Regions from separate parts of the Mus musculus genome. Here all the other regions are linked to region 1. A link is a contact called in public Hi-C, HiChIP or PLAC-seq and Micro-C data. All regions are on one chromosome and are shown on one strand. The core of a region is the stretch at or near the end of the contact, and the rest is flanking DNA. Distances in the headings are between cores, read along the strand shown.

Region 1 (2,898 bases), core at 210-2,709:
TCATTAACGCACTTCTCAAGGCTCAGCTCCCATCTGCTCCGGACAGACCCTTCCCCCCCCCTTCCCCCTTCCCCAACATACTCACCCTCGTCTGGGTTCCTTAAATAATGGTTGCTGGTACATGCTGTTGTGGTCAGGTTCCCATCATCGTCTTTTCAAGCCCATATGTGAGGCTACCAAAGTTGGGATAGTTTCCACATAGCAGTGCCTGGCCTCTGCTCACACAGAGCAGCATAAGGACATCCTGGGAAATAGCTCAGCAGTCAAGAGCATTGGCTGCTCTTCCAGAGGACAGAGGTTCAATTCCCAGCACCTACATGGCGCCTCACAATGTCTGTAACTCCAGCTCCAGGGGATGTGTCACTTTCACTCTGGCATAGCTGCAGGCAAAACTCTAATACACATAAAAATATTTTTAAAAAGAACAACAAACAACTCACAGTCTTTCCAGGCAGTTATCTTGATGAGAGCAGCAATCCCCCAGACATTTCTCCCTATTCCTAAACTCAAGTTGCCTGGCTCCTCTGGGATCTGATCCAAGTCCTTCCCACCATGGCTGCATTTGCAGGCTGCTCTTTTTTGCTTCCTCTTCTGACATCCTGGAGCTCAGGGCCAATCCCTCCTCCTGTCCCTTGCCTTTCTAAAGGGACAGCTCTAATCTAATGGCAGCCACGTGTTATGATGAGTCACCAGAGCATCTGGGGCCCAGAGGTAGTGGCCGGTTAACTCTTAATGGGCCAGGGCTCTCTGCTAGAAGATCATGTGGGCTTCTTCGGAACCTGTCTCAGGTCTAAGTGCAAAGTGGGCATCTGGGGGATGGACCACTCACTCTGGAAGTGAGAGAGGAGGGGGCCAAAGGGAGAAGGGGCTGAGTGTGAGCTTTGGAGTTAGGAGGGCTAAGTTGCAGTTCCTGCTGGCCACTTACTGTAGAGTGGCTCTACACAGGTCACATGAACTCAACCGCTCGAGTTTTCGCATCTGAAAAAAAAAAAAATGGCAATTTTAGGGATTGTTTGAGAAGGAGAGTGTGAGCTGCCTGCTAGCGGTGCGTGCTAACCCGCCCGCTTTCCCGCCTTCTGGTCTCTTGCAAAACACTGGCCCCGTTTGGGCAAGCGGTTAGAATGAATGTCCACGCCTGTCTGCAGAAGCTAGGCTTTCTCCGCTAACATGGCCCGGCAGTGAGGCTGGACCGCGAGATCTCAGGTGTGGGGCCGGGAGCTGAGGCCTAGGGAAGGTGGAGAATTTCCCAGCCCGAGTGGGTGGAGGTGTTGGCAGCTCCGGTCCATGTCTGCGCCGATGCTCCAAGGCCAGGCTGTGCCGACCTTGAGCGCCCGGGTCCCACCTGGCCAGCGCCAGGGGCGGGCGCTGCGCTGCGCGGGCGCGGCCATGGTCCCACTGCGCGGGTGGGCAGCCCGAGACCGGCCCGGCCCCGTCGCCTTCCCCGCCCCCCGGCGCGCCCCTCCCCGGCCGCCGCGTCGCTGGGATCCGGCCGCAGCACCTGGGCTGCGCCTGGCGTCCGGCGCGCGCAGCGATGACCACGGCCAGCGGCCCGGGCGACCTGCCGGCGGGGTGAGTGGCGGAGGCCGCCTCGGGGCGCGGGCCGTGCAGGGCGAACGCTGCGGGGGCCTCCTAGGAGGAGCCCCGGGACCGCACTGCGGCTCCAGCCGCTGCGCAGCCTGCAGCCCGCGCCCCGCTGCCTCCTGGGGACCCTGGCTCAGTCACAGGCCTTCTGGGTCCCAACTTTCTCTCCCTCCTCATGGAGTCTATACCCATGGGGTGGGCCTTGTTACGATCACCCTTCTTTACAGATGAGAAAACTGAGGCATAGCTCTTAAGTGACTTTGATTATCCAGGAGGTAAGAGTGGAAAGTGAGATTTGAACACAGCTCTGTCTGGTGACATCCCCTTTAGGGATATTTGGGGTATTTGAAGGGCTCTAAGTGTGCTCGGGCCCAGGGTATTGGGTGTACCAGGAACCTAGGTTGTCAAGGTGGGTGCTGTCACTATCAACATGGCTGTCTTGGCCAGCCCCACCCCCACCCCTCCAAAGTCACAGTCAGACCCCCTAGGTTGATCCCGGGCACTGCCAGTTGCTGTCTGGAGATAGTCAGCAGCTCTGCTGTGTTTGGGTTTCAGTGCTTAGGGGGCAGTTGCTGGGATCCTAGGCTGCTGGGAGGTTGCTGGGCAGAGAGAGATCCTGCTCAGGTGAGCTGGGAGGGGTGCCTGCCCTACCTGGAGACTCAGACTAGTGACAATATTTGCCAAGGGCCTGAGGCCTGACAGATGAACAGGGAGGAGAGAAACCACCAGCCAGCTGGAAGCCTCTAGTGTGGGTCTGAGAGAATGGTAGCTCGGTGCTGAGGAACATCGTGGCTGGAGGAAGTCACCTGTTAAGTTTTCCCCTAATCATTTTCTGTTGTATAATTTTGGTCAAGGCATTTGACCAAACCTCCCTGACTTCTGGTTCCTGCTTTGGAAAACACAGAGAGGCTGGGTTAGCTACGCTCTTCCTGCTGAGGGTTGAAAGCTCCGGAGCTTGGCTGACTACCTTTCTGCGCAGCCCTGTCCGAACACCACCCTTCAGTATTAGAAGCGTGGTTTTCAGGAGAAAAGGCAGACATGGAACAAGGCTTCCATCCACAAACCCAGACTTGCTGGCTGAAAGCCAGACTCGTCCCTCTTGCCTATATACCACAGCTGTGCCTGAGTCCCTGGAAGAACCCTGGGTACCTCTAACTCTGCTCCCAGCCTCCAGGCCAGTAAGCACAAAGTTCTAACAAAAAACAGAACATCTGTGTTCCTGTATGCCTGTGAGGGCCCAATCTTTGTGCTCACACAGGCCCATTTGTCCAGTCCCCTGCTTCTGGTCAGTGCCATCCTTGTGGGATTTGAGAAGAA
Region 2 (2,898 bases), core at 104-2,603, 440 kb before region 1:
TGGGGCAGGATATGCCAGGTTGAGGGATGTTGGGAGAACCTGGAGGCCAGGTCTGCTTTGATATGTAAGATGCACACCCCGGTTCCTTTTCACAGGGTCCAAAACCAAACACCTAAAATGTCTGACACCCTGGGTTTGGACTTCAGCACTCTATAAGCTAGGCCAGCCTCAGCTATTTAGGGAGTTTGAGGCAGGCCTGGGATACACGGGACCCTGTTCCAAAAAAGAAAAAAAGTTCAACCTCATTCCAGAATGGGTGGCTAGCGTTCAGTAATCTATTGAATATGTGGTTATGATGGGCTCAGTTTCTAGTGCCAAAATTGTTTCTGCCTGTTCTCATAAGAACATGGTCGTGAAGGATTGGAGCCTCATCCTTGTGACCTTGTTTGCCTTGATTGCGTTCTCAAAGATCCTACCTCCCACGATAGTCATCTGGGGTTAGGATATGAACACATGAATTTGTTGGGTGGCACAGCTCAGTCCATCACAGGGTCACACATTCCTTGGTTCTTATTGCCTCAGACTTAATGAGTCATCACAATGGAACCGGTAAACAAGCCCCAGGTCTTGGTCAGCAAGAAAATAAAGACTGTGTCAGCTGGCTGAGAGTCAATAATACACAAGCTGAGTAGTCTAGTGAAAAACTCTTTGACAGGCTTCTCAGAGTACTAAAATATGTGGTCCCTTTCAAGGAACCACACGAAACAATTAAAACTGTTCATCAAACATTGTTTTGACTATTCCATGTTTTACCCATTTGTTAACAGAAATTCAAGGGCAACTGTCACTGTGAGTGCTTCTACTAACTTGACACTAATCAGAGTCACCTGGGAAAATGGAACCCCAACTGAAATATTATACCCATCAGATTAGCCTGTCAGCCAGTCTATCGGGTATTTTCTTGATGAATTATTGGTTTGGGAGGGTCTAGCCCTCTGTGAGTGGGCAGATGATCCTGTGTTGTATAAAAATATACTGCAGACTGAGCAAGGCAGGGAAGCAAGCAGGGACTGCAGGGAGCGGTCTTCCTCCATGGTCTCTGCTTCCGTTCACGTTATCAGGTTCCTGCTTTGGCTTTCCTTGATGCCCTGTAAACATATATTTAGTTTAACTGTTTCCTTGTGTGCATTTCCTTGTAAACAGTCAAGCTAAATAAACCCACTTCTCCCCTTTCCTCACAACAGAAACCAAAGGAAAACACAGCGATAGCAAAATATTATGGTTCAAAGGAATGTTAAAGTTAATACAAGTGTACCTGGGAACAGTCGGGGCGAGAAATAAAGGGCTTGCAGCGGGCATGAGACAGCCAAGCTGACCAGATAAGAGGATTGTTCCACCTGTCTTGGAAGGCTCTAACTGGCTCCCAAGACAGCGTCCCCCACCCTGCAGCCCAAGTGCATATTTAAGGCATCACAGTCCTTGCGTGTATGATTGTATCTATTATAGCTAATCACAGCTAAATTGCAAGGACAGCTTCCAAGAAAGCTTCCACCCATGCCAGGAAGGACACTGTTCCTGTCTAAATAGGTGGGGGTAAAGGAAGATAGGAGGTAACCAAGGCAAACTGTAATTACATCCTGCTGACACATCTGCTAACAGAAATGTCCCTTTGTTGTTACATATCCTTGAAGATCGTTAGGTTCTTCTCACAGAAGCCAAGACACCACGAGTACTCTATCGGTGGGTCTGAATCCTCAAAAGACCTAAGTTCATTATTCTATCACTTTCGTTATGGTTTTGACAGCCACACCCCCTTGGTAGGAATCATGGTGGAAAATACCTAAAAGGAAAAACTGGTCCACCACAATTTGGGACAGAATAAGCATCACCTACCTACCACATGAATATGCTACCCACCTCATAAATATTTATATAATCACTTTAAAATCCACAATGCAGTAGCCACCCTGATGCTTCTCTCTGTGGGGCAGCCCACTTCAGGCCTCTTCGTGCTTGGTTTGCCTAGCATTACAGACTAAGCTTATGCTTCTCTCCTAAACAGATATCTGCTACTGTGCTGAATAAGTCTCTGTTCAAACTGTGTTTCTTGACTGAATGAAGCCCTTCAAGAAGAGAAGAATTGCCAGGCAGTGGTGGCGCACGCCTTTAATCCTAGCACTCGGGAGGCAGAGGCAGGTCGATTTCTAAGTTCGAGGCCAGCCTGGTCTACAAAGTGAGTTCCAGGACAGCCAGGGCTATACAGAGAAACCCTGTCTCAAAAAAAACAAAAACAAAACAAAACAAAAAAGAGAGAGAGAGATTGAGAGAGAGAAGAATTGGAAACACACCTCCCTCCCTCAACACCCCAAATAAGACCCCTGTCACTGCTATACATTTATAGTGCCCAAACCACATAAAGTCTCAGTGTCACAAACACCAGACGCTCACAACCGTAGCATCAGGAATCAGAATCAGGACATTAGTGACCTCAGCCCTCGGGGTTACTAAGATGACATCAGCTTGTTAAAGACCCTGTTTTTCATGAACATCATTCCTTTTGGGAAGCAGTGCTGAGAGAACTGCTTTCCTCAGAGCCCAAGGAAGAGATATCACTTCAAAAGCTAAGAGAATTTCTAAAGAGATGCTTGTGAACATAGACTTGAGCTTAAGCGTTGGTGGATGGGAAGAAGTGAATAGGGAGAATAAGAAGCATTTCAGGCTGAGGTGACAAGCAGGCTGAGAGTGAGGATCGGAATGCTAATCTGGGGCATTGATCCCGGAGGGAACTTCTGAATGGTTTAGACAATGACCCAGATCAGATGATGAGCACAGGAAATTGGGCTGTTGGACCAGTTCTAGGGAAATAGGGAAAGGCCCCTTCCTTCCCAAAAGCAAAGACAGGATTGCAATGTCAAGTAATCATTGACATTCCTCAGAACATGGCCTTCCAAAGCTACA
Region 3 (2,898 bases), core at 200-2,699, 420 kb before region 1:
GGAGTTAGTTTTCTCCTGATCCTGAGTGGGTCCTGGAGATTGAATTCAGGTCATCAACCTTGGTGACAAGCATCTTCATCAACTGAGCCACCTCAACAGTGTGAGTTACTAAATTTTCACTTCCAGATTTTCAATTTACCTTTTTCTTTTCTTCAGTATTTCTCCTTATCAAACTTGTTGGTTCATACTTTTAATCCTGGTGCTGGGGAGGCAGAGACAGGTGGATCCCTGGGCTCATTGGGCAATTAGCGAGCTCCAGGTCAATGAGAGATCCTATCTCCAAAATCAAGACAGAAGACAACAGAGAAACAATATCTGAGGTTGTCCTTTGGCCTCTATCATGTACATGTATGTAGCTCTGTGCCCACCGCCGTACACACATAGAGAGAAATACTAAGATCATCTGAAACGCTCCTAGAACTCAAGAGAGTCAGACACAAATCAATGCTAGAAAAAATTTTTTCTATGAAAGAAAAATCTATCAAAAGAAAAATGAAAAGTAAAGACAGAGTGGATACACACACACACACACACACACACACACAGAGAGAGAGAGAGAGAGAGACAGAGAGAGAGAGAGACAGAGAGAGAGAGAGACAGAGAGAGAGAGAGAGACAGAGAGAGAGAGAGACAGAGAACATGTACATAAGAACAAAACAGTGGTCTAGTAAACTGACATGGGGTGTTAAATAAAGGAGAAATAAATAGGGCGAGTGTTCAGTGAGCCTACAGCCTGAGTTTAGTCTGGCCTGCTTTCAGGCTTCAGTCTCACCTCCTTCAGCATTCCTTCCTAGGTCCCTAGATGCCTGGCACACCTCTGGGAAGTCCTTGAGAGGTCAGATCACAGATACTATTCCTGTCAGTGGGTGGTCCTGTCAGTCAGTGGGTGGTCCTGTCAGTCAGTGGGTGGTCCTGTCAGTCAGTGGGTGGTCCTGTCAGTCAGTGGGTGGTCCTTTACAGGTTGCATCATAGATGCTAGTCCCATCTCTGAGCAGTCCTTCAGTAGTCAGGTTGCAAATGCTGGCCCTGATTCCTCGGCTGCCCTCTTTTAAAAAGATATTAAATTAAACATTATTTAATTTTAATGTGTATAGTGCTTTGCCTGTAAGTATGTCTGTGTGCCACTTGAGTGCCTGGTGACCGTGGAGACCAGAGAGGGTACTAGGTCCCTTAGAACTGGAGTTACAGACAGTTGTGAGTCACTATATAGGTGCTGAGAATCAAACTGGGTCCTCTGCAAGAGCAGCCCAGTTCTCTTAAGCAGCAAGCCAGCTCTTTAGGCCCTCAGCTGTTCTTAGAATCTGTAGCTTTGTTTCCCTGCAGACCCTGACTCAGACCTTGTTGAATTCTTGTCTAGTTATGATGCAAAATTGCATCCCTGTAGCCTGGAGGTAATCTGTTGGCCAACAGTCAGCAGGACATTGGCACTTACTCTGAATCTCCTATGGGTGTGGTTCATAGAAGTTGGGGGAGTAGGGACCAAACTGCTGACTCAGTGGGAGGTTCTTTTAACAGTGACCTCTCCTGCTGCTCAGTGATCACATACCATCCCTGTCTCTCCTTCCTCCCTTGTTTTCTTCTTCTTTCTTTAAAAATATCCACCACTGACATCTCAGTGCCAGAGAGGAGAGGGCCACAGAGCCATGGATCTCTCTGGAATAGAGTCTAGCACCCCCCCCCTGTTCTGCTCTGTAAGGTTTTGCTTTTTATTGTGCTGCTAAATGGGAGGTTTAATAGGGGGGCTATCTCTAGCACCTCTCCTGGTAACTGTGTTCTAGCCTTCCCCATTTTATTCCTTGGAGATTCTACCAGACTGTATGTTCATGGAGCCACCACCTTCTGGCTCCAGTCTTCCATGGTCTAAGTATCCTAGCATTTCCCAACATCACTTGCAACTGGGCCTGGAATCCCAGGCAAGGGTCCTCCTGATAACAAGCTTCGTCACTGTTGCCACAGGCCACGCTACACCGTTGCCATCACTGTATTCCTCTGTTTATGTCATTACCAGGACCAGAGTTGACTATTCCAGATAGTGAGAGGATGGTCATGTGACATCCAAAGGACCAGGCCATGCTACTGGAGTTGCTATTGTCTATCTGACCCTTAGAACTCAGTCAAGTTTAGTCAGTTCTCCCAGTAATGGCACGAATCGTTATCCATCAGATTGTCGCTTTTCAGTAGGCCTTGATCATGACCAGGACACCTCTCCAGATTATATAGAAGCTATTTGATCAACTGTACCCCGATTTGCAATTGTCTGATATTTTTCTCTTAATCAAATTTAGGTTATGGATTTTCAGCAGGAACAGCTCAGAAGAGTTGAGAGTTTTTCCTCATTGCAAACTGTTAGCTGTGGTCATAATTTCAATTTCTCCCATTACTGTGTTCTTGTGGTAAGTGAGTTTGCCAGGTCTTTCCACTATAAAGTCATTCATTATCTCTTCTTAATTAATAGCTATTTTTGAAGAGATATTTTAAATGACACAAATATGGTTTCAGTGTTTGGGGCAAAGGGAAAAGGAGGCATATGTTCCACTGTCATCTTCAGTAGTCCGAAGAGTTCCCTTAGAGCTTTAGGGACTCCACTCAGGCTAAACCTGATTCATGGCTGGATAGAACATATTCCAGTGACTCAGGAAATGAAATCTATCAGCTGGCATTGGCTTCAAGACCTGTGAAATTTAAACTATCATTGAGGCAAATATCTTTTTAAAAATGTTATGCACATTGGTTTTCTGCCTGCTGGTATCTGTTTCTGAGGGTGTCAGATCCCCTGGAACAGGAGTTACAGACAGTTGTGAGCTAGGAATTGAATATGGGTGCTAGGAATTGAATCTAGGTTCTCTAGAAGAACAGAAGTGCTCTTAACTGCTGAGCCATGTCTCCAGTCCCTGAGGC
Region 4 (2,898 bases), core at 193-2,692, 330 kb before region 1:
ACACGTGCTTTAGAAAGGTTTGCTGAGCAAGATTACGTGAATTTCAAGTAGGTTCATAGCTTTGCCCTTTGAAATTCTAGTTGCCTACCTATTAATAGACTTTAAAGTTCTGTAGGTGGCTCACTTGATGGCCTACTAACCCCTTGGCCACATAAGCAGCATACCCTCAGAAGATTTAACTACCCAAACCCCGAGAGGACACAGAAGGGTCCAGTTGTGCTACCTGCACAGAAAGCTAACGAGCAGCAGCGTCTTTAAAGATTACAACCCACTATGCTCAGTCAGTTACCTCACGAACAGGTCTGGATGTGCGAAAAAGTCTGCATACATTTCTAACAGAGATCTTCTCTCGAGAATAAACGTTGGAAGAACTACCTGTAAAACAGATGTTTGCCTCCTGAGAATCAGATTGCATGAGACCCAGACTCTGCGCTGCCGAAAGCCCTCATCCATCCCATCACACCCACCACAGGCCCCAGTTACGCCGAAAGCCCTCATCCATCCCATCACACCCACCACAGGCCCCAGTTACGCTTTACAGAACCACTTCCCAAGATGTCCCAGATCAGAAGGCCTGCCCAGCAGATGTGGAACTTAGAGGGGCTCTGAATGCTTCCACGTTCCTCTGCGCAAACCTCTGCTGTTCCTGTGACACCAGCACTTATAGCTTAGATGAAATATGACAAACATCACACAAGACATTGGTGCTCTGTTTGAGGGACTAGGAAGAAGGCAGAGCTAAGAAACAATTTATCAAGTTGCTTCTTAGAGGACAGGGGACACCAATCCCCTCCCCTAGATTGAAACACAAAACCTGAGTGTGACAGATACTGGCCTAAATTAGTATGAATTCTATCAGACTCCAGTTTTAATTTTAAAGAGGTATGGTCATGCTGGAGAGCATGAATTTAAATATGGTGAGGCTGGCAAGGATTTCTCACTGACTGCCAATCAGCTCCGTTCTTAATCCATACAGCCCACCCGCGGTCATCTCTGAGCACTGTCTTTTGATCATCCACAGAAACGCTCAGTTCACTCATCTCCATGCACACTACACACGAGATAAGCAAAACACACACAGGACCATGCCGCTCATCTAAGAGCGCTCAACCACCCACTCAGTCCACGCATGAGCGGAGGGAATGCACACTGGCTCTTACCTTTGTGAGGTCCATCCCCAGCCTGACTTGTGATAAGAGGTGCATGATAACGCTCTTGTGCTCCTCCACTGACCCAGCCTCCCCATCATCATCTCTGTCGTCATGTGAGTCAAAAAGATCTGCAACAGAACGGCTCAGCTTAGGCTGGCTTTGGGTTGAGTGGAGGTGCCCTGCCAGGACTGCCAAAATTTCTAAGAAAACCAAGTTCTCAGAGGCTCCTCACCAGCATCGCTTGTGCCATTGGACATGGAGGAATTCAGAGACTCTGTGGTATCTGGGCGTTTTAAGCTATTTCCGGAGCTGCTGTGTGTCAAGACTGAGGCAGATCCAGAAGAACTGAATAATAATAAAAAAAAGAATAAATAGTGAAAGAGGTCAGTTTTTTTTAGTGAAAGAGAGCAACGTGGAAGGCAGATGTTGATGCACAGTTAATTGAAATCAGTACACAGAGAGATGGCAGAAACAGCCAGGCTCCTACGAGCAGCTACCTGCACATTCCACACTGAGCCTGCGCTCTGTGCACAGGACGAGCCTAGCTGAAGGCAGTGATGGAGGCAGGGAGATCTCTGCATCCAAATCTGAAACTTGAGTTCACTTCCTCACTTCTCTGTGCACATGGAGGTGATCTAGTGACTGGCAATTTCCTCAAAAAGAGAAACCGTTCAAGCTTGGAGCTATGGGTCACACCTATGACCTTCATCTTTTGTGATGCTGAGGCAGGAGAATTGTTTTGAGTTTGAGGCCAGCCTGAACTACAAGAGTGTGACTCTGCAAAAATCAAAACAACAACATAATCCATTGTAAGTCTTGGGTTCCTGTCTTTATTTTCTAAGATCCTTGAGCAAAGTCCACAGAGGATTAATACTTTTTCTCAACATAAATTTGAAATAACATTTTAAAGCATATTTTTTACAAATATATTTATGGCAATTTACTGGCATAAAACTGTCTCAGCAGGTTATGGTAAGAAGATGACTTTATTAGCAGGTTTAAGAAGGTCTAAAAAGAGCCTTCTCTAAAAATTATCAGTATCTACCTAAAATTTCATATATAAATTAAATAACCAACTGGGCATGCTGGCACAGACCTTTAATCCCTACACTTGGGAGGCAGAGGCAAGCCATTCTCTGTGAGTTTAGGTCAGTTGAGTGTACATTGAGAATTCCAGGCCAGCTAGGGCTATATAATAAGACTTTGTCTCAAAAAAAAAATTGTCAGGGCAAGCAATTATGTAAAGTATAAAAACATCAACCAAAATTCTCATAATACAGACACTTAGAATGCTACAGAACACTGTCTTTTTACATATCATTGTGAACGATATACATTATAGACTCTAGTTAAATAGTTTACTGTTGTCATTTTTCAATCTGTAAGAACCTTAACTATTTCCCAGCAGAAATGCTCCGCAGTGCACGGTGCTCACACCCCTGCCCTGCAGCACACAGCCTCCCACCAATGCCCAGCACCAGAGCAGCAGACAGATCCAACCTCTGCTTCTATAGATCACCCAGAGCACTCAGTTCAGGCTTCACCCCACTGTTAAACACCGAAGTACGTGAGACACGTGAACAATGGCATGTGCAGACGACTTTCACCACCTAAAAATCTCCTGGGCTCTGCTGAAATTAATATATTAAAAATTAAGATTAGAGTATGCATGTATCCTAAATTAAAAATAGTTGCCTAGGTGACCTTGTTTCAATTATTTTGCAAAAAATCCTTAGGTAATTAGTTA

What was found. HiChIP or PLAC-seq counts read pairs in DNA pulled down with a chosen protein or histone mark. Hi-C and Micro-C count contacts between places; a contact is called where the count stands out from the background.
Region 2: a CTCF HiChIP or PLAC-seq map of the NIH/3T3 cell line shows a contact between it and region 1, with 5 read pairs. The contact joins the promoter of 8030443G20Rik here to the promoter of Ttc39a in region 1. A contact is called at or near these places in 6 of 39 promoter capture datasets (embryonic stem cells, hippocampal neurons, liver and 2 more) and 1 of 15 datasets of contacts at CTCF or cohesin (the NIH/3T3 cell line).
Region 3: a Hi-C map of embryonic stem cells shows a contact between it and region 1, with 1.7 times the contacts expected there. The contact joins the enhancer-like site here to the promoter of Ttc39a in region 1. A contact is called at or near these places in 2 of 39 promoter capture datasets (embryonic stem cells and stem cell-derived epiblast-like cells), 1 of 484 Hi-C or Micro-C datasets (embryonic stem cells) and 1 of 115 datasets of contacts at active chromatin or transcription factors (stem cell-derived neural progenitor cells).
Region 4: a contact with region 1 is called in a Micro-C map of embryonic stem cells, with 2.2 times the contacts expected there. The contact joins the enhancer-like site here to the promoter of Ttc39a in region 1. A contact is called at or near these places in 1 of 39 promoter capture datasets (pre-B cells), 3 of 484 Hi-C or Micro-C datasets (all in embryonic stem cells), 1 of 115 datasets of contacts at active chromatin or transcription factors (extraembryonic endoderm stem cells) and 1 of 9 other capture datasets (adipose tissue).

What each region holds. Positions count from the first base shown.
Region 1 is chr4:109,405,641-109,408,538 of GRCm38.p6, forward strand. Ttc39a (tetratricopeptide repeat domain 39A) reads left to right here and starts at 1,460. Exons shown (of 18, transcript NM_153392.2): 1 at 1,460-1,569. The coding sequence starts at 1,532. Ttc39aos1 (Ttc39a opposite strand RNA 1) reads right to left here and starts at 617. Exons shown (of 4, transcript NR_131195.1): 1 at 86-617.
Region 2 is chr4:108,970,724-108,973,621 of GRCm38.p6, forward strand. It overlaps 8030443G20Rik (RIKEN cDNA 8030443G20 gene), which reads right to left and starts at 1,354. Exons shown (of 6, transcript NR_040664.1): 1 at 1,256-1,354.
Region 3 is chr4:108,988,777-108,991,674 of GRCm38.p6, forward strand. No RefSeq gene overlaps it. Among named protein-coding and RNA genes, the nearest start is that of Nrd1, 10 kb to the right of the region's middle. Within about 2 kb of position 1,450, at least 20 of the 459 cell types and tissues checked have an H3K27ac peak or open chromatin away from gene starts, as enhancers often do. A contact at or near this core is called in embryonic stem cells, where this site is marked.
Region 4 is chr4:109,071,654-109,074,551 of GRCm38.p6, forward strand. It overlaps Osbpl9 (oxysterol binding protein-like 9), which reads right to left. Exons shown (of 24, transcript NM_001368727.1): 13 at 1,384-1,496; 14 at 1,161-1,279; 15 at 290-375. Among named protein-coding and RNA genes, the nearest start is that of Gm32581, 5.7 kb to the right of the region's middle. Within about 2 kb of position 1,443, at least 8 of the 459 cell types and tissues checked have an H3K27ac peak or open chromatin away from gene starts, as enhancers often do. A contact at or near this core is called in embryonic stem cells, where this site is marked.